Regions from separate parts of the Triticum aestivum genome. Here region 2 is linked to region 1. Evidence: chromatin contacts called from public Hi-C data. All regions are on one chromosome and are shown on one strand. Each heading gives the region's core, a stretch centred on a gene start, on an enhancer-like site or on the middle of the called end of the contact. The rest is flanking DNA. Distances are from core to core; before and after follow the strand shown.

Evidence for each region. Hi-C and Micro-C count contacts between places; a contact is called where the count stands out from the background.
Region 2: a Hi-C map of leaf shows a contact between it and region 1, with 5 times the contacts expected there. The contact joins the promoter of LOC123039229 here to the promoter of LOC123045090 in region 1. A contact is called at or near these places in 2 of 5 Hi-C or Micro-C datasets (both in leaf).

Annotation. Positions count from the first base shown.
Region 1 is chr2B:393,030,875-393,038,462 of IWGSC CS RefSeq v2.1, reverse strand. It overlaps LOC123045090 (peroxidase 51), which reads left to right and starts at 3,467. Exons shown (of 4, transcript XM_044468021.1): 1 at 3,467-3,862; 2 at 3,946-4,146; 3 at 4,243-4,408; 4 at 6,341-7,016. The coding sequence starts at 3,653. The coding sequence ends at 6,735.
Region 2 is chr2B:393,283,405-393,290,992 of IWGSC CS RefSeq v2.1, reverse strand. LOC123039229 (putative ubiquitin-like-specific protease 1B) reads left to right here and starts at 3,221. Exons shown (of 8, transcript XM_044462480.1): 1 at 3,221-3,533; 2 at 3,619-3,787; 3 at 3,897-4,045; 4 at 4,130-4,315; 5 at 4,439-4,564; 6 at 4,647-4,780; 7 at 4,857-4,931; 8 at 5,007-5,016. The coding sequence starts at 3,471. The coding sequence ends at 5,016. It also overlaps the pseudogene LOC123039230.

The sequences.
Region 1 (7,588 bases), core at 2,218-4,717:
AGGGGTGCACCACATTTCCCAACACGTTCGATCCCTCTGGCCGGACACACTTTCCTGGGTCATGCCCGGCCTCGGAAGATCAACACATCGCAGCCCTACCTAGGCACAATAGAGAGGTCAACACGCTGGTTTAAATCCTATATCTTGCCTTGGGTGTGTGTGTCGTGTGCGGTGGTGGCATGTGTTTCTATCGGTGTCTCAGTTGTTATGTGATGATGTTTGCCTTATAATATAAAGCGGGGAAACCCTTTTTCATCTTATGAGTTTATCCCTACATGGTTTCTCATGGAAAGTTTTTAATGAGGCAACTGTAAAATAAGCATTGTGATATATCATTTTCTTCGTATTTTCTCACTAGGTCTTTAGAAGATGTTTTTCATGACATATTATGTATATCTCCTCATATTTTTTCCACAGGGTTTTTGGAGGAGGACGTTTCAAGACGACAGGCGCTAACCGCTGCGTCTCTCCTCGCTCCCTCTCGAATGGATATTCGTTCGTGTCCCTTGTGTTAGAATTAATCCGAGGCCATCGTCGATCTACCGAGGACCAAGCAATCACACAAACACAAGAACGAGATTTGTTAACGAGGTTCACCATCATGGCTACGTCCCCGGGGCCTGACTACGGGCGTTCCTCCCCATGACTCCGCTACAATACCGCACCCAGCCTGCCCGGGCACCGACACACGCCGCTGGCTCCCTCACGTGCCCGTGCTATTATGTTGGCATAGGTTGCATCATGTGTCTACCCCCGCTATATACGAGAGGCATAGGATATAAGTGTCCTACTTGGACACGACTCCATATCCTATCTAAATACAATACAACTACAAGTCCAACTGTAACCTACCTTGTACAATTATATTCGACACAACTCTAACAAACTCCACCTTGGCGAATATTCTTCACCACCTTGGATTCATCCATGCGTCAAACATCCATGTACATTGGACTCAAGATACGCCATGAGCACCGCTGCTACTCCCAGACTCCATGTGACTCCACCTGTAATTGTAGTCCCTTCTCATCTTCTTAACAGTCAACACTCGAGCAAAATTAAGTTCCTCATTACTCTACTTTGTGCTCCCAACTTCCGGAGTATCCATCCACCGCCATCACACACCGACCACTGTCTGCGTGAAAGTGAACAACTCACATATTGGACACCACATATAAGAGATACCCGAACTCAACATCATCGCCCTCCTCGACTGTCTGTTTGAAACTTGAAGGAATTTCACCGTCTCCCTGTGTCACCCTGAGTCAAATTCGTAGTTGACTCACCCTTCTTCCGTATAGTCTCTGGCATGTCCCATAGCTATAGCACTCGGCCTCCTTCTGTATTTGTCATCTGCACTTTGCCATGTGCACTGAACACCACAGAATATATAGTCATGTACTCTCTCAGCTTTCGACATTAAGACTTTCCGCCACTTTCTCAGATTCTCCATAGTCAACTTATGTCCATCAACCGGCACCGATAGACCCAGTCACCAACTTGAATCTAGTACTCATCAACACTGCTTCAGCACCCCCTGCACAATTTGTCTGACCAGATATCTGACCACCAGTTCATTGGCCCGTCGTTGTGTTCCGTGCTTACCGCACGCATCGCCGCTATCACCGCGTCGAGCCTCTGCCGTCCTGGTCAAGTCTCCCGGGTAGCTAACCCACACTGCCTCAACCCCCACTGTAGAGAACCACTGATCATCACTGACCGGTGCCGAGTATCACGTCTCCATCAGACCACCGGTACCCGGTCCGACCCACGTGTCTCTCGCTATCCCGCTCAAATAGGTTTCGACTCTCCATGCATTTACGTTGTAGCCCCTCCATCAGCAAAGAGTGTAGTCATCCATCAGGCTCCAGCTCCACCTTCAACATAACTCCATGTAGTTGGCCGTGCTACCCCCACGCCCCGTCGATCTCAAGCACTCATGTGTACACTACCTTGAATCAACCCATGCGCCACAGTCTAGTCGAAGCCGCACAAGCCCTCAGACCTACACCACGTGTTTCTACGCCCCAGAAGTTGGCCACCATCAGCATCACGCTCCTATATCGTCGTCACTGAAATCACCGCCATCTTCTGCTTTGACCAACATCCACGTCAGTCCATTAGACTGTCCAGTCCGATCCATCCGAAAGTATCCGACTGCTACCATGCTCCACCCCGCCGTATCTATCCCGCACATCTCCATGCATTGCTTTGACGCCCTGATTATGCATGTTCCCTGTTACGACGCACTCCAGACTCCTCCAAGCCTTATACGCACGTCACTATCCTCGGTTCCTGTTTAACTGCTAGTCGAACAACACCACTGCTGCCATGCCGCAATCTCCTTAGCGTACGAAGCAAAGAACCCAAAAGTAGTCCCTGTAGTCTCTTGTGTACGTGTGCAACCAACTCAAACAATTTCATCTACACCTGTAGCACCTAGTGACTTCCTGAATATTTTTCTCATTCTATTGTTCCATGCACGAGATCAAACATGCTAGTAACCAGTAGATTCCATGTTCCATCACACTACAATACCTTTCAGAACCGATTTTTTTCCTTAATAAATCATCGCGTCGTGTTTGTGTGATTGCTTGGTCCTCGGTAGATCGACGATGGCCTCAGATTAATTCTAACAAGTGGTATCATGAGCTATGGTTGCGAAGAGGCTGTTTGATTATTCTAGAGGAGGGCGACGAAGGACGTCTGATAACTCGGTCGTGGTGGCTCGAAGAGTTCTCGATGGACGTGGAAACTGTCGCAGGAAAAGCAATCGGAGCAGATCGTTCACAGCGGCGGCGGCATATGCATAATCGGATCGAATAGCGGTCAGGTGCAGCGTGCAGGCGAGGCCATTGACGGGCTGCAGCATGTGCAGGCGCCCGGCCGGCCGGGGTGCGGTATTATAGCGGTGTCATGGGGAAGAGCATCCGTAGTTAATGCCCCGAGGATTTAGCCATGATGGTCAACCTCGTTAACAAATCGCAATACCATACTCGTGTGATTACTTGGTCCTCGGTAGATCGACGTGCGCTTCGGATTATTCTAACACCTTGAGAGATATATAATGTACAAACATCGTCAATAATGAAATAGACAGAGATTCATTTGTCTTCCTTGTTTCATATCAGAAATTACGCGCTTGGAAAACCCCGTCCACTTACGGCATGCACTACGCAGCGATGAAACCAACTACTCCAGAGCAGAGCAGAGCTGATCGAGTACTCGACTGTTTTCCGTGATGGAAATGGAAATACAAGTATGTGTTGCAACCTTCCTAAAGCACTCGAGTACCCTGTGTACCGCAGATTTTGAGGCTAGCTTAATTTTGTGGGCATCGGAATATTCAAGAGTAGCATCGTTTTCAGATCACTGTCACGAAGGCAACGGACACTCGCTGCCTGCACTGCACGCCGATAAGCGTAGTCGATGGAGAGACCACCACCGATCGATTCATTAGTGGCCCTCTCTGTGTGACCTTATCCTTCGGTGCCCCTACCACAAACCCAAACTTGCCGTCGTCGCGTCGCCTTGCGCTCCACCAAGACAAACCCAACACACGGCGCCGCCCCACTGCGTGTACGTCTGCGTCCGCATATATTTGTGGCGGCGGCGAACACGCGTTATCTACCGAGCTACGACGGCGGGCCACATGACTCCGGCCGTGGCGGCGCTCCTGGTGGTGGCGGTACTGGCCGCGAGCGCCAACATGTGCGCGGCGCAGCTCCGGCGGGACCATTATGCCGGCGTGTGCCCCGACGTCGAAGCCATCGTCCGGGGCGCCGTCGCCAAGAAGTTCCAGCAGACCTTCATCACCGTGGGCGCCACCGTGCACCTCTTCTTCCACGACTGCTTCGTCGAGGTAACAGGCAAACATGCACCCTACGTACGTGCATGAAGAACCATGCCGCCATACGCTACGCTTCAACGTTTGTGTGCATGTAGGGGTGCGACGCGTCGGTGCTGATCGCGTCCACGGCCAACAACACGGCGGAGAAGGACAGCACTGCCAACCTGTCGCTGGCCGGCGACGGCTTCGACACGGTGATCAAGGCCAAGGCGGCCGTCGACGCCGTGCCACGGTGCCGGAACCGGGTCTCCTGCGCCGACATACTAGTCATGGCCACCAGGGACGCCATTGCACTGGTAACAAGTTCATGCATCGATCTCTTCCGCCTGATTCTCATACGTACGCACACAAGTATTTATTAGCTAACGCAAGACACGTACGGTTTGGCGCAGGCTGGCGGGCCGTCGTACGCGGTGGAGCTGGGGCGGCTGGACGGGCTGAGCTCGACGGCGAGCAGCGTCCCCGGCAAGCTGGCCCCGCCGACGTCCAGCCTCGATCAGCTCACGGCGCTCTTCGCCACCAACGGGCTCTCTCAGACCGACATGATCGCCCTCTCCGGTACGTACGTAATTAAGTCCAGTACCAGTATAATGATACTTCGAAAAAACAAATATTATAAGGCGGCAAATTACGCGTTGCTGATCGTGTACGTACGGGCTCTGTGTACGTTTGCTTTGCTTGCACATTGAAATCAAGTTGGGATAGGGACACTAATGACGGTGAAAGCTAGGTAAACCAGGGTTGCACCCAATTCCAAATCGGACATACCATGCGTTACCTGCCCTGTTCGGAGTGTGCAAAGCCGCCAAACTCCAGTCCAGCCTCATCAATGGAGAAGACGTCGAATGCGACGAGACAAACCTACGTGCCGGGCTGCCGGCCCATGACCCTGTCCTACAATGACATCTTTGATGGATCAATCCCTCCAAAACCAAAAAATATATTCTTCGATGGATCATCAACTTAATTGATTGCTCTGTCCATCTACAGGATTGCTAGAATATGTTTTCACGATTTGCTGTCAGGGACAAGTTGGATGATTCCGCAACAACCTCCCTAAATAACAGTTTTATATAAAACACATCCATCCACCCTCTCAGAAAATCTAGGACAGCCATTGAAGATCATACGGTCCACACCACATTTGTCTATTTTTTCTAATGCTAAGACTTGATTCTATTGTAGCCTCCCTCAAGTTAACATGTTGCATGGAGTGGTGGAGCCATGTCGGTCAGGAGGTGTGTGGCAACACGATGGAAGTACACAAACACCTTCTAGCATATATATGGGAGCGAGACATGTCTTCTTCCCTCCGACGAGAAATTGCTAAGATCATGGCCTTCCCAATTGCTTGGCCTCTTCTCATGGAGAAACCCCATTGAAGAGAACTCCAACACTTGCACTCGTACTCGGATAACCTGTCCATAGTGCACGTGTCCGCTGCCCTACAGATTAGAAATCACAGACGAGCAGCCACTAGCCGCACCCACCCTTACCAAATTAGATTGCTTGCCTATGATACAACTTCTCGAGGTGCAATCGCTTGTCATCAACCATTTGAAAACACCATAGCCAATGCTCCTGTGTAGCCTTTCCTGCTCATCTCAGGGGAAAGAAGCACGCAGCAGCTACACCCCCCATCCTTTGATTCTTTCACACAACCGCATCAATATTAACATGCATGTACCATTGGGGAGGTGATGGATGGATTAGGCATGTGCGCCAACGGTCCGACACGACGGCCCGACCGAAGGCACGACGATCGGGCTAGGCCCTACTTTATAGCCCGAAGGCTCCGCCTGGAAGAGAAAAAAACATAACACCTAAAAATAGGATTTGAATAAAAATATAGGATAATAATGTATTTCTTTACTCTTCAGATATTCTTTTTGAAATAAGAAAACATCACTTTTTGTTTTTTAGGGCCGGGTCAGGCCCCAGCTTGAGATTTTAGGGTCAGGATTTTATAACCCGGTCCATTTAGCTTCCTCTCCCACATAAAACCGTGATGGATGGTGATGTTAGATGTAGTTCTCTTTGAGCTGACTTGCCGATTTCTCATTTTACTTCCTATTTTTGACAACATTAGTCGATTGAGAACTAGTTAAGGTTGTATTTGCATGACGATGGATTATGATAAGTCTATCTTTTTTCTCCTAATCTATTAGCTTGCATATATTATTTCTAGACTCACTTGAACCACATGCCTAGTATTACTTTTTTAGATCACATGTCTACTACGTACTTCTTTAGTCGCGTGTTGGTAATTCAATAGATATTTTTGAACCAATTAAAGATTTCTTCACGAGCTCTCATTCACCTTCTTAGAAGCAAAGAACATGCCAGGTTTCATGTAGGGTACATTATTTAGTCTTAACCGTTGAGCTATCACATGGTGTCATGACACGGACGTATCCAAATTCTTTTCCTGGAAAAGGGACATCCAAATTCTGATGTTATCCTTTCTTTTTTGACTTGCGGTGCATGAAGGAGGGCACACGGTGGGGCTGGCTCACTGCAGCACCTTCGCCGGGCGGCTGCGGCCGACAGCCGACCCGACGCTGAGCCCGCGGTTCGCAGCCCAGCTGCAGGCCTGGTGCCCACCCAACGTGGACCCACGGACCGCCGTGCCCATGGATACCGTGACGCCGCGGGCATTCGACAACCAGTACTTCAAGAATCTTCAAGGTGGAATGGGCCTACTGAGCTCCGACCAGCTGCTGTTCACCGACCCGAGGTCTAGGCCCACCGTCGACGCGTGGGCCCGGAGCGGTGCCGCGTTCGACCGGGCCTTCGTGGCGGCCATAACAAAGCTGGGCCGCGTGGGAGTAAAGACCGATGCGTCCCAGGGGAACATACGCCACAACTGTGCAGCGTTCAACTGAATTCAGCTAGCACTCAAAAAAAAAAACTGAATTCAGCTGCTATTGCTCTGCTATTGTCCACAAAAGAATGAGTAGTATATATCAAAATTGTTGTTCAAGGGAAATTTATCCTAATTGTTTGTGATGGTGCCCGTTCAGTTGGTAATCGACAGGTTGTTCTTATAATGGTTCAGTTTGGGATATGAAAGTTTCAGTCAACAGAGAGGAGAAGGTTGTTTGCACAAACTTGGTGCTAGGGCTTGTCGTGTGCCTCGCCAAAATAAAGAAGTACAATTGACTATCGTATTATTGTTTTCCTGATATAAGAAAACTCAACATAACGCGCTTTGGTTGCTTGCTGTCAGTCAAGCCGATAGATTATCAGAAAAAAAAACCCAGAAACAATCATAGAATATACTGCACGCATTTGGACAACGTGCTGTTCTGCAGATACAGTGTCTCCCTGGATACAGAAGGAGCAAACCCAGAATAATCACTTGATCAGAGCATCAAACAGAACCAGATATTTCTTCTCCACGAACACGTATGGTCCAACCATAGCTAGAGACGCACACGCACTCTGAAATTTTCAGAGAAAGACAACTAATTTTATATGAAATCCTACGGGTTTGACATCCACTTAAAAAAGCTTTTGCTCATGATTTTGTCCTTTGCACAATCTGAAGAGACATGTCGTTTTTTGCTGCCTCCGGTGGAGATCGAGTGGATGCCCCAATAAACAGTCGCGAATTTGGTTAGGCCATTAAGGCCGCCGCCGACCGATCGACGTCAACAATACACCGGATCTGATAGGGGCGGGCATGCGTTGATCCAGGTGTCCGTCCATCTCTGGCCTGAATCAGTGGCTTTGGCA
Region 2 (7,588 bases), core at 1,972-4,471, 250 kb before region 1:
TGTCAGTGAAAACAACATAGCAACCTCCTTCTCACCGATGAGAAGGGGCTTGGAGTCCTTCACCTTAACTCAATGGTGCTTCCACTGTCCGTTGACAGTGTCATACTTGAAAATGTAGGTCTGCCAGTTACAAGCACATAATTCAGAACTATAATATGAGACAATTAGCAGCGCTATGCTTTAATTAAGTACTAACTGGCATGGAGCCTGCATGTGTCTTATTTAGTAAGATAAGACAGAATACTACCAGGTGTACATATATTATAAATACCACAATGGAACAATAGTCACTGCGTGGAACAAATAGATTCCTCAAATCTGGAACTACCTAACTGATGATACAGACATACATGTAGAGACATTCACTAGATTCATGTACATCGCTATTTAATTGTGCTTATGATTGTGTAGCAAAGCATCAGCGTGTAACTAGAAGATCAAATCCATTCATGTTTGGCACATATCCAAGCTCATAATCCAGTGAATATAAATGGGTGTCCCATGCACGAGTCCAAAACGACCCTGCCATACGTGTTCGTATATCTCATAAGCTAGGAGAATCGAGAACAATACCATGTAGTCAGTGCTCATGAAGGGGTCGTTGACGGCGACCAGCCCGACATCGGGGCTCTGGAGAGCAACCCTGGCCACAAGCCTGCCGATCCGGACGAAACCTGCAGGGCAAAGCAAACATGCATCCAGTGGCGGAGCATGACAAGCAATTAAGGGGGGGGGGCAATGTTCTAAGTCAAAGCAAAATATGCATGAAAACAGATGTGAATCGTAAAAAATTACATGGTAATCAAGCACATCTTGCTCCTTCCATTCTCTGGCAGTCAGGCTCATCAATTGTTGGTTGCCGACTCGTCGTATTCCATGCATATGCAGTAGCAAGTAGATGGTAAATCTTAGTGATGGCAGAAGATGCAACAAGTAACAAGCAGGAAGCTACTCGTACATTTATGGATCAAGCTGCTTGTACTAGCTACCTAAGTTTGTACGAACAATTAATCAAGCTGCTTGTGCTAGCTAGCTATAGCTTTGTACAGATGGAATTATGGAGTATATATGGACTACACAATTTAATTGGATTGAATGGGAGTCATCCACCGATGGCTGGGGTAAAACACTTAATACATATACCTCATATATACGTATAGTAACACAAGTGCAGTTTGAAATGGGGGGTCACGACCCCGTTTTGCGTCCATAAGGCTCCGCCAGTGCATGCATCCATCAGAAAACAAACCCACGGAAGCAGCCAACAGTCAACAATCCAACTCAGGTTTCGGATCCAGTGAATATAAACGGGTGTCTCATGCACGGATCCAAAACGACCCTACCATACGTGCCCGTAGATCTCATAAGCTAAGAGATTCGAGAACGGTACCATGTAGTCGGTGGTGATGAAGGGGTCTTTGACGGCGACAAGCTCGACATCGTGGCTCTAGAGCGCAACCCTGGCCACAGGCCTGCCAATCCCGCCGAAGCCTACGGCGCAAAGCAAAAATGCATCCATCAGAAAACGAAACCACGGAAGCAGCCAACAGTCAACGAATCCAACTCAGGGTTCGGATAGGCGTACCTGACCATATGCTGTGGCAGATCGAGGCACCCCTCTTCTGATCTGCGCAAGGAACTCGCCGGAGATTAGTACATGCTCTCCGAACGGCGACCAGATCCAGCACCCGTGCCCGGTCGATGTTGCTCGATGTGTGCGTCACCTGCGGCCGCACACGGGTCACCGGAGACTGCTGCGGTGGTCGGCTGGCGGAGTCGTGGACGTTGGGGGCTAGGCGACGTGTGCGACGATGCGGCAGGGGGAGGTGAGCGGGCTAGATGTGGCGACTGGCGAGGGTGGAGAGGATAGGTGAGGGCCTGATGCGGCAACAGTGGGCGGAGGAGCGCGTCCGGCGGCTCGTGGACGCGCGCGGCCGGCGTCTCGTGGACGCGCGCGCGATGCGGCGGCGGAGGGGAAAGGGGAGTTGAAGAGAGTGGAGTGAGGAGTGAATGGGATAAGGTTGCGAGGGGTAGGTGGCGATAGGTTTTGTGGGAGGCGAGGGAGGTGGGCCGTCGGCCGGGGTAGGAGCGCCGTCGCCCGGGGGATGTGGGCCGTCGCGTGGTGGAGGTGGGCCGTCGCCTGTGCGTTGCCACGGGCTGGGCCTGGCCCAGCCTTTTATGTGGCCCTCTGTAATTTTGTGTATCCAAAACAAATGTCCATATATATATATAAAAATTATACATACCTCACAAAATCAATAAAAGTGTATAATAATATACATGGTTCATAAAAATATTTTTTTTTATACTTATTAAATAAACCAAGGGCATCACAACATAGCTAACCTTATTTCCATAGACTTGGTTCCATATATATATATTTTTATACTTATTAAATATACTTGGTTGAATAATGTTTGTTTGCATGTTTTATTTTATTTTGTTGCATATATTTCCATAGACTAAATTAATAATTTAAATATTTTTCAGATAATTACTTACTTATATAAGAATACTATAGTTAGTTGTTTTTCCTGGATTTTCATGGGGTACGACATTTATTTAAACAACATATATTTATAATAATATAAATTAGTTTTTTTTCATACAAAATTTTTTCTTATTTTCACATAAATTCTTATTATATATTATATATAATTATATGATCCAGTAGGAAATATCATATTTTCACTTAAATTAGGTTTTCTTATTTTCACTTAAATTAGGTTTTTTTTTTCATACAAGAACTTTTTTTTAATTATTTTTATACATCGCAAAGGGTTCGTCCCAACTGGGCCGGCCCAAATTATTTTTCTTTTTTATTTATATTTATTTCTTTTCTGCTTCATCACATTATTTCTCTTTTGAATACATGGATGTTTTTGGAAATAGATAGCAAATATGATAAAGTGAACAAATTTTGCAAAAAAAAATTATTATCAATTTTGAGAAGAAACTTTTAAACAAATGAAAATTTTGATGAAATTGAACAGAATTGGGACCACAAACTGTTTTTGAATCTTTTAAGTACATTCGAAAATGAGATCCATTTTAAAAGAATTGAACAATTTTGGAAGCGTGAACATTTTTTTACAAGCACAAACATTTTTTGAATATTGAGAACAAACTTTGAAAATCATAAACTTTGAAACAAATAAACTTTGTTAATGTTGGGTTGTTTGTTTTTGTTTTTGTTTGCCAATTTTCCATAGCCTATCATTTAATTTAAAATAGTTTAAGCAATTTCAAACGCCTACTAACTTATATGAACAATATAGATTTTTGTTTTCCCCGAATTGTTCTGTTTGTATAATGATTTAAGCGGCATTTGTTTCTAATATAACCAAATGCTTTTATTATTATCAGATAAAACAGTTGTTTTAGTTTCAGATACAGTTCTATTATATATTATGTATAGTTTTATGATGTAGTAAAAAATATTAAATATATTTTAGCATAGATATAAATTGATGGGTTCCGACATACGCACTGATGCAACGATGACAGACCGCACTGAAACACCGCGAGAAGAGGTGCATATAGCTAACCTTACTCTGTATATATATTATATATATATACGATACAATGAATGGTGTTTTTATATTTTTGTTTTCTCAGAATATAGTATACATGGATATGGACTCTGGAGATTCACGGAAAGAATCCATTGAGGGTTCAGATGCAATGTCGCTGCAAGGGGCCGGAAATTCACAACATAATCACGTAGAAGAGGTTATATCTCGTAATAAACCAAAAAAGGATGCTAATTTACATGTTATCCCACAAGGTATTTTTTTATATTATTATCAACATTATTTGTGATATTGTCTTTTGTATTCAACTCTTTTGGCCTTTATTGTTTACTAAGCTGTCTCACTTTTTTATGAATTTCATAGACTATGTTTATACCCCTAGAGATATTACAGTCATCGAAACAATCAAGTCTGCCCCTAAGAAAACCCAATTTGTGGACATTGGAGATGCCTTGTTAGCAAAAGACGATTTGGAATGCCTTATAAAAAATGACATGTTCTTACATGACGGTGTAAGACCAATTGCACAATCTTTGTAATTAATTGATTATATATAATACCATAATTTATAAATATAATCTAAATATTGTTTGCAGGTGATAAATGCTTACATATATTGTATGCTTGCTCACGAGCATCTACAACACAGGGCGGGTGAAAAGGTACACATTATTAGCACGTTTGTATCGGGCCAGATAAAAGAAGACAGAGAAAGAGACATAGACCCATCAAAATATCGTCGCATCGTGCGTCATGTTAATAGTTATCTACAACAAGATATGGTTAGCTTTTGTCTCGTAATCCATGCATATAATAATGGATTGTTTTTATTTAGTTCATATGTTTAATGATTTATTAATAACTGTATCTAATCGTGATTGTGACTTGTATCTTATTTACACCAGTTGTTCATCCCGATTAACATGCCGGGCTACCATTGGTATCTAGCAGTTGCCAACGCCAAAAAACGAGAGATCCAAGTATTGGACTCACTTGGTGAGAATGTCAAACGCAATGACCTTGCTACTACGGTAACTATCTATTTCTTTTATCATCTTAGCATTTATTTTGTTTGACTTCATTATTAACATTTCTCATATATATTTATAAAAGTTATTAGGGCTCGAGAAATGGCTGAAACTTGCAGAGCATAGTCCGAAGTTTATCAAAAGTCATAAGTGGCATGATCTCAATGTTACAAAATGGACGGTTGTAAAGCAAATTCAGGAGGCAATACAAACCGATGGGTAAGCACTTCTTTCAATAGTTTGTTTTTTGATTCATCTGTGTGATATTCTAAAGCATTATTTTATAATATTATAGCGTATCATGTGGATTGTTCATGCTAAACTATATGGAATACTGGACACCACATGGACTGTTAGACCAGTTTAGCAGGTATTTTAGTTTTATACATTAACTCATAATGCTTTATCAAAAAATCTTTTAAAATGTTTTTGTATTTTTTTGTAGGAGGATATGAAACATTTTCGACAAAAATTAGCAATTATTTTGCTTGATTCAGAGCTTAATAAGTTAAAAGGATGTCCCATGTACCATCAACCTCTCAAAAAAGAAACTTTATCTAATTCTGATCTTGAGATACTGGATGATCCATCTGACGTGGTCGAAGAGAATCGTCCCGCCCCAATCACTATCATTCTTACGGACCAACGTGAAATACTTGCCGGCCTCTGTAAATACATCGTGTTGATTAATGATGCTGGATCTTTGGAGTAAGTATCATGTATCAATATTTAATGTGCGGATATATATTATTGTTCTTCTTACCATCCAAATTATAGGAAGGTATGGGTCCGGAGCTCCACACCCGATCCAATGAGCTTAAGTCTTAAGAAACTTCAGTTCATACTTAACATGGAGCAGCCCATGGACAATGATTGCTTCAACACCGCCGTGCTTATGCTGGCATGTGACGAGGGAGTATTGTTCACAGACCCTCCTATACACTACATGGATCTACGATTTTGTGTAAGTTACTGTAACTCTTCATTCTAGGTGTCATTATTATCAACATGTTGAAACATTATTATTTTTCTTTTACTTAGTCCATGCTGCTAGAGTAAACATGAGGTCAGAAGTTTTGTGAGAAGGAAACTATCCAGACGCTGGCAACATTATTTGATAGCTGGCCTGGGATGGAGACCGACATCTCATCTTGCAATAAGGTAAATGAAATAATTTGACCATTGTAATCATGGTTTGTTTTAGTTTCTAATATCTCAACTTGTAGATTTATCTTCCCTATGCATCCATCGGCCGATACATCTTGTACATCATCGACAAAGAGGCACGTCGTCTATATATTATGGATCCTCAATCATCACAATCGTCAGAGGATAAAAACTTGAGGCATTCACTGAAATTAAAAAGTTTTTCAAGGGATTTCAAAGAAGCACTCGAAATAAAGCTGCCTGGGTGGAATTCTGATATATCTAAATGGCATCGTTTATTTTCGGCCGGTGTTCCAACGAGTATAGACGGGTAATGAATTCGTAACAAGAATATTTACTTTTGTTATCATTATATTATTTATAATATTAATTGAAAGTTTTCCAGGAATGTCTCTGGCTATTTTGTTTTTCATTTTGTGCTCTGGTGGAACGGTAAAGAATTGGTCAAGCCGGTTTGCACGGTGAGTATTGTGGGTTACATGTTTTAAGAACTTCTCCGTGAATTTTTCATACAAACTACATTTATTTTTCCTGCAGGATGGGTATGAATTGAGGAAGCATTTTTTATTATACTTGCTAAAACATCACGGGAATGAAGCTAGAGTAGACTTTCCTGATATTGTGAAAGAATTTCTCAAGCGCATCATCTAGATATTAATATATTTTTGTAATAGATGTTAAGTTGTAACATCACTCAGCTTGTGACATTGCAATAATGGACTTCAGTTTGTGTTATATTGTTTGTATGTGTGGATTTTAACATGTAATTCTGATAAACTATTTCAAGAGCCCGTGGCAACGCACGGGCACTCTACTAGTATATATTAGGGCATCTCTAAGGCGGACTCACAAACCGCCCCCATCCGTCCGGACCCAACTGTCCGGACCATGGGACACATCCAACGCGGGACTGTATTGATCTGCAGGGCGATCCGAACACAGTTTCTATCGCAAAACAAAGACAGAAGTGGGAAAGCCTTGCGGGAGTCCGGACGCGCAAAACATAGGAATCCGACCCTAGGCCCACCCAAAACCTTTCCGGACCCCGTGACTCCATCATCCTCATTTCCTCTCCTGCCTTCTTTCTCTATTGCCGTCGCTGCCGCTCCACCACCTCTGCCATCACGTCACACCCCTGTCGGAAATCTGCGTCTCCGTCACCTCCAACGATACAATAGGCCTCCAACCCGCTTCTCCTCCGTCTCCGTCCAACCCCTGTCCTCCGCCCGCCCCGCCAGGTACCATTCGCTACTGCTATTCTCACCATGCCCGGCAACTATTTGATGTATCGACTAAGCTGAAAACAGGTGTCCCTTCTTCTTTCTAGCAATGGATTCCGATTTGGAGTACATATCGAGAAGTATGTTAAGTCGTTTGATGGATCGTCGGACGAGGAGTACACCGATGAGACAACGATGATGCAGGCGGTCCTTTAAGACACGGAGCGTGCTTAGGAGCATGTTCTCAATTTCAAGGGCTCGATCAAGGGTCATCGAGTGCTCGACCGCAACACGGTGCGCGGCCATTTGACACTGATGGTCGACTACTTTGTCCCTGATGTCTGGTCCTACGATGACTACATCCTGAAGAAGGACGTCGTGGAAACGATTGGTTTCTCTGGTTACTAGAAGTGCACGGTCGCACTCCAGATGCTTGCATATGGCACGACCACTGATTCGTGGGACGAGTACCTACGGATTTCTGAGAGCACATGCAGAGATGCCATTGTTAGGTTTGCAACTGCCTTGGTCGAGGTGTTCGGACCTCGGTACCTAAGAGAAACAACGGTGGCAAACACCGAGAGGCTCCTTGCAATCTCAGAAGCAAGAGAGTGCCCAGGTTTGCTTGGATCTCTTGACT